4 separate regions of the Mus musculus genome follow, and regions 2, 3 and 4 are each linked to region 1. A link is a contact called in public HiChIP or PLAC-seq and promoter capture Hi-C data. All regions are on one chromosome and are shown on one strand. Each heading gives the region's core, a stretch centred on a gene start, on an enhancer-like site or on the middle of the called end of the contact. The rest is flanking DNA. Distances are from core to core; before and after follow the strand shown.

Region 1 (2,700 bases), core at 81-2,580:
TGGAAAGATGGGGGAAGGGGGACCAAAGCAGCAGGAAGGACGGCAGGAACAAGGGAACTACCAGCAGAAACAAGGGTTTATGTAGTAGAAGGGATCGTAGAAGCAGGAAAGGTTTTCCAGAGGGATTACAGGCAGCAGAGTTGGGGGAACAGGGTTCCCAGCAAGGATGGGAGTTCATTAAAGCAGGGTGGGGTTTCAGGAGATAACAAGGGCTCTGCAGCGTTATGGGAACTCAGACAACAAAAGATGAGGCTCAGGTAACAAGGACTGGGGTTTGGGCAGCAAATATGTCCATAGCAAAGAAAGAGGTTCAGGTAGGAGTCAGGTAAAAGAGGTGGGGTTTGCAGTAGGGAAACAAAGATGGGGTTCACAGAGGAACTGAGATTCAAGCTGCAGAAACTTGAGTTCAGCAGGAAATATAGGGTTTACAGCAATGAATGGGAGGTCAGGCTAGAGGGAGTTTGGGCGCGGAGACTGCGATTCTGACATGAAACTCAGAGTTCACAACAGGGATAAGGTTCGAGCAGCAAATTGGGGGCTTAGACTGCAGAGAGGGGGTCAAAGGGAAGAAATAAGGCAAGAAATCCAGAATTTTCAGCAAGGACATAAATTCAGGCTGCTGAGACAGGGTACCAAGCAGTAAATTCACGATTCAGGCGGCACGGGGTGTGTGTGTGTATGTGTGTAATGTTGGGTTGATACTGCAGAGGTCGAGGTATCCGGTCAATAAGGGGCCTCCAGCAGGAAACTCGGGGTCTTAGCAAGGACACGGGTTCAGGCTGCAAAAAAGGGGTATAAGGTAGGAAACTCGGGGCTCAGGTTGCAGAAGAGAGATATAAGGCCGGAAATACGGGGTTCAGGCTGCAGAAGATAGGGATCAGGCCGGAAATACGAGGCTCTCGGCAGGGATGGGGCTCAGGCTGCAGAGAAGGGGACTTAGGTCAGAAACACAGGGTTTGCACCAGGAAACGAGGTTCTCAGCCCCCCAGGGGCCTCGGCCGCACGTGGGCCCTGCGCAGAACCGGACGCGGCCCAGCTGGTCCAGCCCAGCCGCCGCCCTTCCCCAGGCTCTCCGCCTGCACCCCGCCCGGCCCTCCCCAGGCCGCAGCGGGCTCACCCACCCAGCCCGCCTGACGCGGCGTCCGAGCCTGAGCGACCAGGCCGCGGCGGTCCCAACGGCGGAAGCCCGCCCGCCAACCGCCGCCGCAAGCCCGCGCGCTCACCGCCTCCGCCGCCGCGCAGATCCCCGCGGGCTAGGGGCGGGGCCTGCCTCACAGCGGCGCCGAGTCCCGCCCGCGCCGCCGCCCAATGGGAACTGCGTACCTGCGCCTCGACCCCGCCCCCCAAGAGCGCGCCACCTCCTGCGGGCCACGCCTCAGCCCATCGGTCACGCCCTCCACCGCCTTCCCTCCTGCCCAACTTGTGGAGTGCGCGGCGAGGGCTCCCCCTGGGCCCGAGGCAGGGTAGACCGGGAGGCCCGCTCCAAGTCCCACCCCCCGCTGCTGGCCAATAAGAAGATGGAGCTCACATCATGGCCCCTCCCACAGACGGCGGCGGCCTCCCTAGACCACGCCTCAGCCCGTAGTCCACGCCCCAGTTTTCCTACATCCTGCAATGGTTCCTGAGACGGAAAGTGGGCCCTTTTTCCAGACAGATTTCCGCCTGCGAGCAGCTATGCGAAGACAGAGGGGGGTTGGGAAGGCGAAGGCCTCACGAGCTCCTCACAGACTTCTAGTACCTTCCAGCTTCCGAAGTAACCCGATTCCCACCCCAGAAGGAAGTTATCCCACCTATGTGGGAAAAAAAAAAAGCCATCCAGTGAGGATGCCCAAGTCCTGAAGTGGAAAATAGAATGTGAGATGGCCTCATACCTAGGTCCCCAAGCATAGTCAGCGACTGGGAGGGAGGGGGGCTGCATCCAGGACCTGTATCCATGGACTTTTCTAGAACTGGAAGTTTCCAGTTTGGCTGCCGACAAATGTTTTTGTTTTTGTTTTTTTGAGACAGGATCTTTCTGTATAGCTGTGGCTGTCCTGGTACTCACTTTGTAGAGACCAGGCTGGCCTCAAACTCTACCTGCCTCTGCCTGCCAAATGCTGGGATTAAAGGCGTGTGCCACCACTGCAGGTGAGGTTCACACTCAAATTCTTAACTAAGGCAGTTAGGCTGCTCACCTGAGCAATGTCACTGACCTGGTCTCTCATGACTGTTTTTCCTTTTTAAAATGGTTTACTTATTCCCATTTCATGCGCATTGGCGTTTGCCTGCATGCATGTCTGTGTGAAGCCATCAGATCTTGGAGTACTACAGGAAGTTGTGAGGGGCCACGTGGGTGCTGGGATTTGAACCTCCATCCTCTGGAAGAGCCATCTCTCCAACCTAAGTGTTTTTCTACTGTGCTTATTACAGATGGAGAACAAGTGTTGTTGTTGGCCACAGAGGTGAGATGACGGGCCTGCACCCTGGGTGTCATTAGGATGGTGGCTTGTGCCACAAGTGACATGGGGTCAGGAATCCCAGGCCCAGAAGCTTAGATGGCAGTACTAGGGTCTCCTGACAGCACTGGCCAAAGTGGGCAGTGTGTGTGTGTTCTAGGCCACTGATTCTCAGGTAATTCTCTTGAAGTGAGGATTGTCACATTGTCACCACCAAGCATTACTGGTCTGCATAAGCTTGGAGGTTATGCGTGGTGGAGGGGAT
Region 2 (2,891 bases), core at 113-2,612, 350 kb after region 1:
ACCTTCGGCCCACTGTTTTTGTTTTTATTTCTTTTTTTGTTTTGAGTCACAATCTCAGTCTATAGAGCAGGTTATATCAAAACTCACAGCAATTCTCCTGCCTTACGTGACTGAAAACTGCACACACACCACCAGCTCCTCTTTGCTGCTCCTTTTGTGCTGGGTGTCTCTGTATGGCCATCAGGCCTGGGGAGCTTGCTGTTCCCATGAGGAAACTCAGAAAACATGAGGCTGAGGTAGAGTCTGGGAACACAGCAGTCAGTTTGGGGAAAGCATTGAGACAGTGAGAATAAACCCATAATATTTATACGTGAGCCCTGCGGTGCCTGCGTGCTCGTGTTTATATTTGAGCCCTGCAGTCCTGCGTGCTCATGTTTATACGTGAGCCCTACAGCCTCTGTGTGCTCATGGGTCCTTTCAAAGGCCCTTTTTGGTTTTTTTGAAAGAGGGTGTCACTATGCAGGCTGACCCCATGGAATCCCCCCGCCAGTCTCACAGAAAGAGAGAGGAACACAAGCAGGCTTCTTGGTCCCTGAGACCAACCCTAGCTTGACCTGACCTTTGGGGACAGGGTCTCTCCTTGGCTTGCTGCTTGCTGCTTAGGTGAGATGGTGGCTGGAGAGTCCTGGTGATCCTGCCTTCCTCCTGTACCCAGGGCAGAGGGATTCGAACTCAGGTCCTCACGCCTGCAGCACAAGTGCTTTACAGATTGAGACATCGCTCTGGCCTCCACACCACTCCCTTTTTAATGATTTTAAGACAGAGTCTCACTGTGTAGGCCAGGCTGGGCTGGGACTTACAACAATCCTCCAGACTCAGCCTCTTGAATACTGGGACGTCAGCCGTGTACCACTACACTCAGCTTTCAACAGAGAGTTGCAGGGTCTGTCAGCCTAAGTCCCACTTCCCAGTGGGTCACAAGAGTTTGTTAAGGGCCTGGTATACAGTAGGTGCTCAGCAGATAGTGACTATTCCGATCTAACATCTTAGGGCCTCAGTTTGTCCCATCCAGGATGGGGTGGGGTCAACCAGTGGGTACATTTACAGGACTGCCTCTGTGGAGAGGAAACCCTTGAAAACAGCAAGCACTGCATAAGTGCACATTACAGTCCTTTATCCTCAAGGCATCAACTGCCCAGGGTCAGGAGGGTGAGGTGGCCCTGGTGGTTGGACAGAGGAGAGGTGGGACGGGGACGAGGGGGAGAGAAGGTAGAGGACAGCCCCTCCACCCCTGTGTCTTTGTCTCCTTTTGCTCAGGCGCCCAGGGACCTCACCATGGAAACGGACTCCAGCGAGCCGCGGGCACGGAAGGCGTGGGGGCCGAGGAATCGGCGACCGTGAGACGCAGGGAGGCAACTGGAGGCGCGGGGCGCGGGATCTCGCCTTCCCCACACTGCGCCGCGCGCTCCTAGGTCCCGGAGATCAACCGTGCTCGCGCAAGGCGCACAGAAGGCACGCGCAAGGGGCAGGGACGAGACCCAGATTGCGGTCCCCGCGCAGGGCCAGAGACCCTGAGACCCGCAGAGTGGGAGGCGGAGGCGCCCAAGCCGGGGGCGGGGTTGGGGCGGGGCCGAGCGGGCTGCAGAGCGCGCAGACAAAGAGCTCACGCGCCGCACACCGCGCCCGGGCCTCGCGTCCCTCCCACGCGGGGACCCTGGCTTTGTGTCCGCGCTTTGCAAGGGACTCCGCCCTCCTTGCTCCCTCCAGGTGAACGAGCCGCGTGCGCGCGCGGGGGCTCCGGCCTCTCCCTTCCCCAAGTTCCCCCTCTGCTCCAGCCTCAGTTTCCCCGAGCCCTCTTGGCTAACCCTTATCTCCCCACCTGGAGACTCCATCTGCGCAGCTCCTAGTCTCCAGCCTGCCTTTGTCCCCCTGCAATCTCGGCCTACAGCGCCAACGTCACCATGCTTGCTATGAAGGAGAAGAATAAAACGCCGAAGGACAGCATGACACTCCTGCCTTGCTTTTATTTCGTGGAGGTGAGTGGGGGTCGCGGTGAGAGATCTTCGTGGCAGGGAGCTTCTGAGACCGTCCACTTCATGCTGCAGGAACAGGAACCCGCACCGCGGAACCAGGCCACCTGGAGTTGAGATGGGGATGAGGCTGGTTCCAAAGGCACAGGGTTTTACAGGTCGAGTAGGAGTTGCAAAGCCTCAGAAAGGTCCTTTAGAATGTGGGAACAGATGGGGGAATGCTAGGATGCTGGGCGTTCCTTTAAGGACAGGGTTGAGAAGCTCAATTGGGGGCGGGGGGGTGTGTGCTGGAAATTGGGGCATTGGAGGTGAACAAGCCCCAACTAGTGAGGGTGGGTGGGTGCTGGGTACTTGGCTCTGCAGTACCCGAGGTGCGTCTAAATTCAAGCACTCTTCTAATGGCATGACTGTGTGCCCCACGCCCAATCTCCACCAGAGCTCGTCAACCCCTCGGTGAATCCAGACAGCTGTGGTGGAGAGCTGAAAGCATCTAAAAATAGAAAACAATAAATGCATTCACTTGGTGCATACTAAGTGTGGAGGGTTGCGGTTTCCTTTGAATGGCAGAAGCTGTGAGCCAGGCAGAGTCTCAGAAGCCCCTGATCAGGCTGGAGCCCAGCCTTCTGTCCTCAGCAGGTGACCTGTGTGAGCCACAGAGCATTAGGGGGAATGCTTATGTCCCAACATGACATTTAAGGGTGACTATAGCCCACTCCAAGGCTCTGCCCAGCCCCTCAGACCCACTCTCACCAGAATCCTTTGAAATCTTTCCAGAATTTGCTTTACAGCTATTTTTTTCCTCACTCAATTTAAAATGATTTTCATGTATGTCTTTAGTGCTGGCTACAGAATCCAGGACCTGGAGCTTAGACCTGAGGTCTACACCTGACCACGCCCCCACCCCACTCACTGGGGAATCCT
Region 3 (2,700 bases), core at 199-2,698, 510 kb after region 1:
ATTAGCCTGCATCCCTTGCACGCAGCTCTCCCTATGGCCCTCGAGTGTACACCCACTCGGGACACACGCGCGCGCACAGCTAGCATCCCAACAGGTACTTCTAGAGACCCACCAGCCACACCTCTAGGGACACGCCTCCCCTTGATCCACCGAAACACGCCTCCCCAGGACCCTCTCGGGCATCACATCACAAGCTCGCTCGGAAAGGAGAGACAGACGCAAACACTCGGGTCATGGCCCTACGCCAGCTTCTTTCGCTGCACGCAGCAGCCAACTCAGGCCACGTCCGTAGCCACACACCCGGGATGTGTGGGTACTCGGAACGCGCCCGCCCCGGGCGCAAGTGGAGACCGTGGGAACGCGAGGCGCCCGCTTAATAACGCCCTCCCCGAGGCCTCCCGAGCGCGTCCTTTCCCATGCGTCCTTCCTTATTTCTTCCTTCTTTCCTTCCCTTCTTTTCCTTCCTCCTCCTTTTTCTTCCTTTCTCCTTTCTACCCATCTTTCCACCCTCATTTCTGCTCCGCGGCCTACGGGCACCCACGTTCCCCTCTATTCGTCCTCTCCACCCCTATGCGCTCAGACCCTGGCCCTGAGGCCGCGGTTCTCGCCCACTGCAACTAGGGCGCGCGGGAGGGGGAGCGCCAAGGACCCCCTCACTCCAGGCCTCCAAAAGGGCGGACCCTCTGCACACCAGGGTCCCTCGGGGGTGGGTCCGGGTCGAGCCCGAGGTCACCGCGAGGGGACTACCCCCCATCCTCGGCCCGGTGACTCGAACTGCCACCACCCCGAGGTCACCATCCGGGACGTGGCGCCCCGCCCTCTCCCGGGCGCGCCAAGGACGGGCCCCTCCCGGAGGCGGCACCTGAAGTCGCTGTAGGGGTGGATGATCCAGGCCCCCGCCGACTTCACGCGTTCCTGCTCGCGCTCCACGGCCTTCTGGCTGCCGAACATCCGCAGGGAGAACTTGTTGACGCCGGGCTGCAGAAGCGCCCCGAATTGGCGCTGCAGGAAGCTAGCCTGGCTGCCGCGCGGCTCACCCGCCGGGCCCGCCTCCTCGCTGCCCGCCTCCTCGGCCGCCGAGGGCCCGGAGGCCGCCCCGCGGCATGAGAACGAAACCTTGGGGCCGCGCGCGGGGCCCTCGGGGCTGCACTGCGGCTCCCCGCGCCCGCACTCGCCATTCGCGCCGCCCTTGGCCGCGCCAGGGGTGCAGGCGCTGTCGCGGCTGCAGAGCCGGGCGCGCGGGCCGGGCTCGTCCGCCGACTCCGGGTGCGAGGGGGTCGTGGGGTTCGGGGGTGGCGCGGGTGGTGGCTGAGGCTGAGGGGGCGCGGGCGGCGGCGGCGGTGGCGGCGGCCCCGGCGCAGGGGTCGTGCCCGGACTATCGCCCGGCCGCCCGCCGCCCCCGCGCGCATCCATGGCGAGGCGGCGCCGGGCAGTGCGGAGCGGAGCGGCCGCCGCCGCCGCCGGCCGAGCCCGAGGGAGGGCGGAGCCGGGGGTGGAGCCTCTGCTTGCGGGGGAGGGGCGGGGGCGGGAGCCCCGCCTCCACCTGAACCACCCTCACCCCACACAGGGATGGATGGGGAAACTGAGGCTCTGGCCAGCAAGCAGGCTCAAGGTCAGTCAGCCCCTTGAGACCTTGGAGATGCGCTCAGGCTCGGTTCCCCAGGGGGAAACTGAGGCCAAGGACGAACCCAAGGTCACAGAGCCCAGCCGGCGGGCCCCTGCCTTGACGCACGATGCAGACCAAGCCCTGGTCCACTCTGGGGTTCCTCCGCGATCTCGAGGACACCGCGGGCGGGGCAACCGCTGACGCTCACCCCTCGGGTGCCAACTCCTTTCTCGGTTCAAGGTGGCAGATTCCATAATAAAAGTGTGTTCCCGGAGGCTACCATATCTCTGGCTCTGTCGCTTTCACCGCCTCCAAGGCAGAAACCTATGAATATTTGTGAGAAGGGCTGAGATCATTCTGGGTTCTAATCTCAGCCCATCTCCAAGCCCTACTTGTGGGGAAACTGAGGCATGGTCAGGCAACAAAAACAGTAGCAAGACTCCTGTGGCTTCTGGCGACTTCTCCCTTAAAAAGTGAGGATCCCAGGTTAGGTAGTCCTTAGCGGTCTCCAGGGGATCCTGGTTCAACTTCTGCCTCTGTACATATACCCGACCCCTACTCTCTGCCACCTTGACTCAGGCATCAGTTACATTCCACACTTTACCCCAGGTCCGGGGAGACATTGGCTCCTGGGGGTCCTAAGGCTGTGGCCTGAGGCTGGAGCCAGGTGACACTAGTTCTGACTCTAAATTCCCACCCTTCTTCACCAAAGAGTGGAGAGGATTTTATGACAGGATGTTGGGGAGAAGGGAGGAAATACAGGGGAAGAATAGCTGTGAACTGGTGGGAAGAAAGTTCTCATTCAGGAGACTCTTGGGACCTTCTTATGTCCCCTCTGGGCATCCTTAGATTCTCCCTTATTTCCCTGGACCCTAAGTTCACTTAAATCCTTCTGACCTTTTACAAACTCCCCTGGATGCTTCTGGACCCTTTCTAGACCCTTTTAGATCTTCTGGGTCCCTCTTAACTTCTCTTGGACCCTTCCAGCCCTTTATGGGTCATCAAGGTCCCTACAGCCTTCACTGTTTCTGGCCTGACCTCATATTTAGCTATTGGTTGAGTGTCTCAAGAATGGGGCTATGACTTCTGTCTGC
Region 4 (2,814 bases), core at 257-2,756, 450 kb after region 1:
GTCTGCCATCAGGAGCCCCCCACGGCTTCACCTTTGCAGGGGAGGCAGTGGACGAGGCCCAGGAACCCTAGCAGGCTGATTTTATTGCCTGGGTGGGTGAAGTTGGACCAGGCGGTGTTGATGTTGCCGGAAGCACAGCACTCCTCCCGGCTGACACGAGTCTTCAGCACCAGACTGCAGGTGGCCTCTCTGCCCTGCTGGAGCCAGCACACGCCACCTATTTGGAAGGAGGAGGAGGAATGGGGAAGCTCCAGACCCCATCTCTACCTAAGAATTATCCCTATACATGATCTTTGTGGAACAAACTCCCAACTAACCCCCAACACCTCAGATCTAATTCCCCCAGCCAATTCAGAGATGTCCATAGCTATCCTAAATGCCCTGTACAGGAAGAAAGGGCAGAAAGCCACAGCTGTGGCTCGAGCTCTTCTGTGGAGGGAACCCTTCTCCTCTGAGCCGCACCCGAGTGCTCCACCACCAACTCCCGCCTGGCCTCCAGGCCTGAGAACTGGCACCCTGCCCAGCCCCTTCAAATGCCAGGCGCTCGGCATGTGAGGGTCTGTGGGCCTGCACTGGCTTCCCGCCTCTGCCCTCTGTCTAGACAGTGCCCAGGACAGCCGAGCCCCCGGCTTGCAGCCCCCCCTCGCCTGACCCGCCTCTTACTCACTCCAACTGGGGAACATTCCCTCTGCGTGAGCTCACTCCCCTGGGACAGGGACGGGGGACGCGGCCCTAGGGGAGGGGGCTTGGCTCCCTTGGAGGGCAGCAGCCTTGCAGGGCTGGTAGGGGCTAGAACACAGAACCTTTGGCTTTCTTCACCCTTAAGTGAAGACAGCCGCACACCTCCCCCCCCCCCCCCGCCCCCATCAGAACTCATTCTTGCTCAAGAGACACTGCCGAACGCCTTCCATGAACTGGGCCCCAGCACCTCTGCAAAGGCTTTACAAAAAGGGAGACTGAGGCTGGAGCTCTCCTGGCCAGATGCAGGTATACCATTCTACCTGAGGCATCTCATCCAGAGACTCCTGAAACCCTCTGCCTAAGTGGCATTAGCAGGGCCAGCCACCCAGAGATGTCTCTCTAGGGCCTACAGAGCCACCTACCACGTCACTTAAAAGGTTCATGACCCTGGGCCTCAGTTTACCTATCCTGAAAACGGGGAGGAAAAAGTACCCACAAGTTTCGGCTGTTCTGTGGACTCATGGGAAAGCATGTAAACAGTAAGAGCTCAATAAATAAATGTCAGTCCTCTTTTGAGGCTGGAGGCGTGGAGTCCCGCATTCGCCCACCCAGCCAGAGCACACCCCAGACATCCCCCTGCCGCATTCCTCAGGCCACGTGGGTGGCCCGCTCGCCCGCCCCTTCCGCCCAGCCCCACTCACCGGGCACAGAATCCTCGGAGCCCATCACGGCGCCCACGGATCCCACTGTCCAGACCAGGGCTCCCCAAAGCAGCGGCCACAGTGCCCCAGAACGCATGGCGAGTGTTGGGCAGCAGCGGGGACTCAGCGAGTGCAGACGCCTCGGCCTATAAAAGCCCAGGGCGGGCGGGGCCGGCGGCGGGCGGGGCGGGGCGCAGCGGGACGGACGTGTCCCCGAGGCGCAGGGCCCGGGCCTGCGCGGGGGTGGCCACCGGGGGCAGGCCGTGTCCCATCTGGGAACCAGACAGTTGTCTAGGAAGAACAGTCCACAATGGGGTCAGGTCACAAAGTGTGGCCCGGAGGGCATGTCCTGGGAGGTGGACACCTCCAGGTGTCCAGTGTTCCTTTGGGGATCTCTGGGGTGCAGGTGAGAAGCCCCACCTGGGCTAAGCGGGTATTGAGGTTACCATCTGGTCTCTTTAGCCTCTTGCCTAACCTTCACCATGACAGTACCCACGGTTGCAAAGGGTGTCCCCATGCTGTTCCAAACTATTTAAAGACTCATACCTACCATTCTAGCCTTTGGAGGCTGAAGCAGGAGGATTGCTGTGAGTTTGAGGCCAGCTAGGGCTTCAGAGTGCATCAAACTAAAGTTGAGGTTGTCTGTAGCTAGCTCCGTGGGAGCTAGAGTGCTCCCCCAGCTCACACAGGCCCTGGAGTCCACCGGCACAAAAGGGATGGTGCACACCTGCCATTCCAGCTCTCAGGAGGTAACGGCTGGTGGATCAAGAGTTCAAGGACATTCTCAGCTACACAGGGAATTCAAGGCTAGCCTGGGCTACCTGAGACCCTGACTCAAAAAGGGAAAACGAAGCCAAACCCAGAGTTTAGAGGATGGCTCAGGGGTTAAGACTGATTGCTTCAGAGACAGGAAGACCTGAGTTCAAATCTCCAGCATCCATGTAAAAAGCCAATGTGGGGCAAGGACGCCTGTAATCCCAGGTATGTGGGGGTGGAGACAGGAGGATTGCTGGGGCTTGCTGGTCACCATACCTGCAACTTCAGTGAGAGACTCTTGTCTCAAAGGAATAAGGCCAGATGTGAGAGAGGGGACACCTGATGTCTTCTGGCCTCTGTGAATGGATATGTGCACATAGGAAAAAAAAATCATCCGGCAGGAGTTGTACCCCAGAATCCCAGCACTTATGGGGGCCACAAATTCAAGTTCAATCTGGTTTACAAAGAGAGCACAGGCCAGAAAGACTCTATCTAAGAAACAGGATGGGAGCTGGAGAGATGGCTCACTTAAAGAGCACTGACTGGTGTTCTAGAGGTCCTGAGTTCAATTCACACATGGTGGCTCACAACCATCTGTAATGTCCTCTTCTGGTGTGTCTGAAAACAGCAGCATTGTACTCACATACATAAAATAAATAATCTTTAAAAAAAAAAA

The links. Promoter capture Hi-C pulls out the DNA fragments that hold promoters and counts their contacts. HiChIP or PLAC-seq counts read pairs in DNA pulled down with a chosen protein or histone mark.
Region 2: a contact with region 1 is called in a promoter capture Hi-C map of liver, with 2.6 times the contacts expected there. The contact joins the promoter of Plppr3 here to the promoter of Pwwp3a in region 1. A contact is called at or near these places in 8 of 39 promoter capture datasets (the C10 cell line, cranial neural crest, embryonic stem cells and 4 more), 4 of 115 datasets of contacts at active chromatin or transcription factors (embryonic hindbrain, embryonic stem cells, fetal liver and 1 more) and 2 of 9 other capture datasets (embryonic stem cells and liver).
Region 3: a FOXA1 HiChIP or PLAC-seq map of pancreatic cancer cells shows a contact between it and region 1. The contact joins the promoter of Hcn2 here to the promoter of Pwwp3a in region 1. A contact is called at or near these places in 2 of 39 promoter capture datasets (liver and pre-B cells) and 2 of 115 datasets of contacts at active chromatin or transcription factors (embryonic stem cells and pancreatic cancer cells).
Region 4: a FOXA1 HiChIP or PLAC-seq map of pancreatic cancer cells shows a contact between it and region 1. The contact joins the promoter of Fstl3 here to the promoter of Pwwp3a in region 1. A contact is called at or near these places in 2 of 39 promoter capture datasets (liver and pre-B cells) and 1 of 115 datasets of contacts at active chromatin or transcription factors (pancreatic cancer cells).

What each region holds. Positions count from the first base shown.
Region 1 is chr10:80,225,228-80,227,927 of GRCm38.p6, reverse strand. Pwwp3a (PWWP domain containing 3A, DNA repair factor) reads right to left here and starts at 1,330. Exons shown (of 14, transcript NM_023431.5): 1 at 1,224-1,330.
Region 2 is chr10:79,873,105-79,875,995 of GRCm38.p6, reverse strand. Plppr3 (phospholipid phosphatase related 3) reads left to right here and starts at 1,362. Exons shown (of 7, transcript NM_181681.2): 1 at 1,362-1,976. The coding sequence starts at 1,902.
Region 3 is chr10:79,715,382-79,718,081 of GRCm38.p6, reverse strand. Hcn2 (hyperpolarization-activated, cyclic nucleotide-gated K+ 2) reads right to left here and starts at 1,448. Exons shown (of 8, transcript NM_008226.2): 1 at 863-1,448. The coding sequence starts at 1,413.
Region 4 is chr10:79,775,966-79,778,779 of GRCm38.p6, reverse strand. Fstl3 (follistatin-like 3) reads right to left here and starts at 1,506. Exons shown (of 5, transcript NM_031380.2): 1 at 1,383-1,506; 2 at 32-217. The coding sequence starts at 1,479.